Linked DNA regions of Sus scrofa: region 1 is linked to region 2. Evidence: chromatin contacts called from public Hi-C data. All regions are on one chromosome and are shown on one strand. Each heading gives the region's core, a stretch centred on a gene start, on an enhancer-like site or on the middle of the called end of the contact. The rest is flanking DNA. Distances are from core to core; before and after follow the strand shown. Region 1 has its middle 46 kb from the start of CES5A. Region 2 overlaps GNAO1 (guanine nucleotide-binding protein G(o) subunit alpha).

Region 1 (2,781 bases), core at 171-2,670, 210 kb before region 2:
CACTCTTAAGCATTGTAGAGATGCCCGTGGGCAAGGAGAGTGGTGACTTCCACAACTCTCACCACTTTCATCCCTTATTCTGACTAAGACTTCATTTCCAAAGTAAGAATTACTGATATTACAGATGTTAAAACAAACATAAATGTAAGGGGCTCCCTCTTCCTTGGTAGTCTTTGTAGTATGACTTGCAAGACACTAACATCTGCTTTTTCACTCTGGGCTAAAACAGTGCAGCCTCCAGGCACCAGCTATTACATCAAAGTGTGTGAAACAGAAAGACCAGCTGGAGAGGAAAAGTCTTTAACCATGGTTCTGATGTCAGCCCAGTCACCCTCTCCCCTGAGTCTTGGTTTCCCCATGTTTAATATAAGATAGCTGGACTAGATAAATTCTAAGATACTATACTAGGATCCAGAGCTGGAGAGGTAGTATTTATTTTATCCTAAACCTTCCCATATGAGCAGTATAGGTCCAGATAGCCCACCTGAGGACTCTGATTCCAGAGAAAAATATCATAAGTCATTAAGCTCAAAGGGACCCCCACCCTCCACCCCTGTATCTGAGACCTCCAGGATAAATCAATTCCCATTACTTTGTACAAGAAGATTTCAAAGGGCCTGAGAGCTTCTATATGTCACTTCCGGCCCAAGAAACTGGTATTGTGAACCTTTGAGTTGAAGTCCTAGGTCTATTAATAGCTGACAAAGCAAGGCCTCTCTGCTGTATGGACTTGTTGCTTCACCCATAAAATGGCCCCTGCCTACCTCCCTGGATAATTGAGAAGAAAGATCTAAGGAAGTAAAATGAAAGGACATACTTTGAGCAGAATAAAACTTCCTATCAAGATAAGAGGATCTTATATTTGGGGGAGGGAAGCCAGAGCCATCTCACCTTCTAAACCCATGTGGTCTAGAAGCAGCCTTTTTTTCCCTGTGCCTGTGCAGTGCCATTCAGACCACTAGATGGCAGTAGCCATCACTTGCAGATTCAGAAAGAAGGGTGTGGGAGAGCCAGGGGGCTGCCAGCTTTAAGAAAACTAGGCCAAAGCAGGCTTGTTACATCACTTCTAATGGAAGCAGCCAGTTCAGTCTGGATTTTTCTTTATTGCAGGCAACAATGCAGGGAAACTTCCTGGTTCCTGTGCATTTCAATGCTAATTATTTGGGCTGAAATCAGTCTTTATCTCCTAAGGAAAGGTCCTAGAGTCTCTGCTCCCCCTCCCCTGGGTGCTGGCCTTTTTCCTCCAAGGCCTCTTGTCCCCTTCTCTATCTGCCCCATGCCCCACTCTCAGCCCATACTTGAACTGCATTTCTTATTCTGCCTTTAAATCTCAATTTAGTTCGTCAAGCACTCAAGCACTCATGTTTACTTGTAGCTGAAGCCACACTGAATAAGGGCAACCTAGGCCCTGTTCCAAAGGAAAAAAGGAGAGCTACAGACTGCTTGAGTTCAAGTCTCCCTTTGCCCCTCACTTGTTAAATGCATGATTTTGAACAAAGTCATTTAAATTCTGTTCTTCACTTTTCTTATTTTAAAATCAGGTTAATAATAGTCTTTTTTAAAATCATTAATCCTGGTTATTCTGGTTCTTGGAATAGGGCCTGGCACATTTTAGATAATAATAATGAAGTATTGAGTACATTATCTGATTTAATGCCCATATCATTAGCTCAGAGAAGTTAAACAATTTGCCCAAGGGTGCACAGCAACTCAGAAGTAAAGGCAGGATTCAAACCAGATTTTGTCTGACTCCAGCTCTGCCTTCTGCTGCTCTTAAAAAGAGAAAACAAGCAGCCAAATATAGGAAAAGGAGAGATGGGTGAAACAACAGACTACACTGTCAGTCCCAGGCTGCCTACAAATCACCAATCCTGAATGGGGCTATTCAGGTCTCAGAGATCTTGTCTGGATTAACTCTGGCACTCACTGCAGCTTTGAGAACTGGGGCAAGACCCCTCCTTGGGCTGAAATTTTTTCATCTATATAGCAAGGCAGCTTGACAGAACACTTTTCTGCTTGTGCCTAGTTGTCAGAATTACCTGGGGTCCTTCTTAAGGGCATGGGGTTTGGATCCCACTTCAGAGATACTAAAACAGAATCTCCAGGGGAGGGAATCTGAACGTCCATGTTTTTAACAAGTGACTCATGATTCACAGGACAAGGAAAGTTAGAGAAAAAAAAAAAAATCCTAGGTCCAGATGATCTTAGGAGTTCTCCCAGATTTGTCCATATGGATTCACTATTACTCATCTGGACCCCTGATCTGCCACCATGAACACAGCAGACCCTCTCCTGTTCCCCTATCATCCACCCCCCTAAGCATCCCACCCTGCATAGATCTGATCACTCCTTCCTTCCTGTAAGGCCTTCTCAAGGGAGCTGAAGCTGTATAAATAATAAATGGAATTTACAGTAGCATTTTGAATTCACTTAAGCACTAGAAACACAGTTGCAGTAAAGTCTCCTTAAAAATCATCTATTCCTTGGGTAAGAAAGAACAAAGATAGCTTCTCTCTTGACTTTCCTGACATGCAAATCAGGATATCTTGACAACACTTGATTCTAAATGCCACAATGTCCTTTGGAAAGTATTGTTTCCACTGCCAGAATAGCAGTGCCCTAGTCTGATATACCCAGGAGTCCTATGCCAGACCACATTTTAGGCCAAGGGCAGGGTTACTGGCCCTGTGTCTGGTAGAAGGCCTCGTGGAAAGACTGAGATAGAAGCTCCAAGGCATCAAGCCAACCCCAGCCTCATAAAACTGGCTTCTCCGATAAATT
Region 2 (2,781 bases), core at 33-2,532:
GGGGCTTTTGGTAGGGGAGGGGGTGGGTTTCCAAATGGTTGTAACTGGCACAGCTGTATCCAAGGTAGAATTGGAAGGAGGACTCTGGTTGTGAGGTTGAATGCCTGTCGCTTGCTGCTTCGCCACTTCCCCCCCCCCACCCTCCCAGCGTTTGCTCTCCTGACACTGGCAGTTTTTGTTCATTCTGTGGCCTTTATCAGTGTATTTATTTACACTCTGCATAGGCTATGTTCCATATAATCTACCCACAATGCGGATTTCAGGCCCCACTTGCCCCACTTGCCTGCCACCCCCTCTGCCTTAGATATCAGTTTCCCCTCCTAATTAGGTGGGGGTGGATTTGAGTGATGGTTGAAAATTAACAAAATGGGATATTCCTTCTCTGCCACACTTTCTCAATAAGGAGCCTCGCCCCTCCTTCCTACTCTCAAGCTTCTTGCCCCATCCACTCCTGATTAGCAGTTGCTGGTGAGCCCACAGGCAGCTTTGCTTGGGGAGGGGGAGGCCTTAGGAAAAAGGTGCGTGCCCTTGGGCCTTCTAGCTCTGCTGCTTCCGTTGGCTTGTCACGGAGGAGTTCGTTAGGACCGTTTAGCGAGGATTCCATGTCGCTTTGCTGTGACACCTTCGTGCACACACGGCCCCTAATTAGGGGTTGCTGTGCAGTAAACAAAAATGATTATTTTTTCAATTTGACAGAATAGCCGAAGTAATTGCAACCCGTAGGAAAACAATGGAAAATAAAAACCCTTTCAAGGAAAGGTGGGTGGGAACGGAGCATGTTGCGGTTTCAAAACCAAGATGCAAAAAAATCTTGCATGTGTAACAGGCATGACAAGCGGGTTCTAGGCGGCGCCATGATGGTAGGGAGTAGAGACTCGGAGACAATTTCTCCCGTCTGCTTGACATGTTCTTATTTTTGTTCGAGAGCTCCCTGGGGCTTTCTTTGCATAGGCCCCTCGGCTTGCCGCACCCCTCTGAGCCAACGGTAATTTGGCCTGGGGCTTCTCTGGAGCTTGTGCATCCTAAATGGATGGGGAGGTGGGGCCTGGGGAATTGCTCTTTGCCACAAGGTGCATGTTGTATCTGCCTGAAGCCCTGTAAATGCAAGCAGCGCCACCCCTTCTCCCCCAAAGGGGGTCGTTTCAAAACTTCAGAACTCTGTAATCTACAGTGGCCGGCTTGGAGCCTGGTGGAAGCCCAAGCCACCGGCGCTGGGTGAGGTTTCAGGCGTTGCGAGTGGTGGACAGCGCCCAGCCGAGGTTGAAAAAGTCGTTGGGGCTCAGCTCGCTGACGCTCGGCTCGGCTCGGCGCAGGCCGGGCGCGGGACTCGGAGGGACTCGGCACTGTTCGGAGCCGAGCCGCGGCCCTGGCGGAGAGAGCCGAACCTTTTCGAAGGGTGCCGGAGGCATTCGGAAGTGCTCGGGTGACGGAGGCGGGGAGGGAAAGAGGGGGTGTGCTAAAGTCTGGAAATTAACTTTGCATCTGCCGAAGCAACTCCTTACCTGCTTTTCCTGAACAAGCCTCATAAATTAGGTTGATTTAATAAGAAGTTTAAAAATATATACTGAATCCCCCAAAGGGTACCTTGGCTATTTTATTCAAAGGAGAGCTAAGCTCTCCAAGGAGTTAGGTAGGTGTGCCATTTTAGAATGAAAATTCCTAATTATGTACTGGGGCAGGAAATCTTAAAAGAAGGCTGTATTTAGACTTCCCCGGAAAAGTCTTATGCGTCTCATTTGGTTACACTGAGGAGGGAGGGAAAAAACGCAAGCATTAGATGTTTCAGACTTTTCTCTTTGCCCTGAACTTCCCCCTCTACTGACCCCACAGGATGCCTTATTTGGAGAAAAATATCAGGCAAAATTGAGATTTTGTAGGTAAAACTGTTATTATGTTTTTAAAGATACACCAATTCTCTTTAGGAAATGGCTAAGTTTGTGAAAAGGTCAGTCAGAAGATTTCTGGCCCATGTAAATTTTGCCACAAGGGACCCTGCCACCCTGTCCTCCTGAAGCATTCATGAGTGGCAGCTTTTTGTGTGAGCCCTCCAGTTTGGCATGAAATAAATCAGATCAGGGCCTTGTGCCAAGTTGGATGCAAGACTTCTTATATTAACCACAAAATGTGGGATTGGTATCATTGTATCCTAGTGACAAATTCTTTTGAGTTCTCCCTTGCAGAGGTGATTTTCCAGATCGCCATTTGGCTGAGAGTCACTTGAGTCAGGAAAAGTGTACTGTGGGTGGGGCTGGCCCTGAAAATCTAGGTGGCATTTACAGAATGTAGTTTTGCACTTGCTGGGGCCATATAATTGGTGACCAACCTATCAGACCATACTGTTGATTTAACAGGATGTTGTTTTATATCACCTGGGCAGATGAAATTAGGGTGTTCTCTGTGTGTGATGCCCTGTGAGGACTGGAATTTCCTAATGAGAACTGGGGTTTAATAGCTCAGCCTGTTGCCTTGGGAGGAAGAATATTGATACTGAGACATCTCCAGTCCCTTTTAAATCAGCATTTCCAGAAAAGCAAGGAGCTATAATACTTAGTAATTAATTTGTTTTAACATTAAAACAAAATATCAACACCCATAGCAGCCTAGAAACATTGCAGGGAGACTGACCTTTGAAATTCTTTTGTTTGATATACATTGCAGTGGGAAGCTTGCATCCACTAAGAAATGTCACAGATTAGGTTGTCGTTTTAAAAGCCTGATTCTTATTACTTAATAAAAACTTTCATTTGAACCTAGCTTGCTAGGTTTTTTTTTTTTTTCTTC

Evidence for each region. Hi-C and Micro-C count contacts between places; a contact is called where the count stands out from the background.
Region 1: a Hi-C map of brain shows a contact between it and region 2, with 10 times the contacts expected there. The contact joins two enhancer-like sites. A contact is called at or near these places in 1 of 5 promoter capture datasets (fetal liver) and 1 of 47 Hi-C or Micro-C datasets (brain).

Annotation. Positions count from the first base shown.
Region 1 is chr6:29,795,095-29,797,875 of Sscrofa11.1, reverse strand. No RefSeq gene overlaps it. Among named protein-coding and RNA genes, the nearest start is that of CES5A, 46 kb to the left of the region's middle. Within about 2 kb of position 1,420, at least 8 of the 83 cell types and tissues checked have an H3K27ac peak or open chromatin away from gene starts, as enhancers often do. A contact at or near this core is called in brain, where this site is marked.
Region 2 is chr6:29,588,057-29,590,837 of Sscrofa11.1, reverse strand. All of the region lies in intron 2 of GNAO1 (guanine nucleotide-binding protein G(o) subunit alpha), which reads left to right. Among named protein-coding and RNA genes, the nearest start is that of GNAO1, 3.4 kb to the left of the region's middle. Within about 2 kb of position 1,282, at least 25 of the 83 cell types and tissues checked have an H3K27ac peak or open chromatin away from gene starts, as enhancers often do. A contact at or near this core is called in brain, where this site is marked.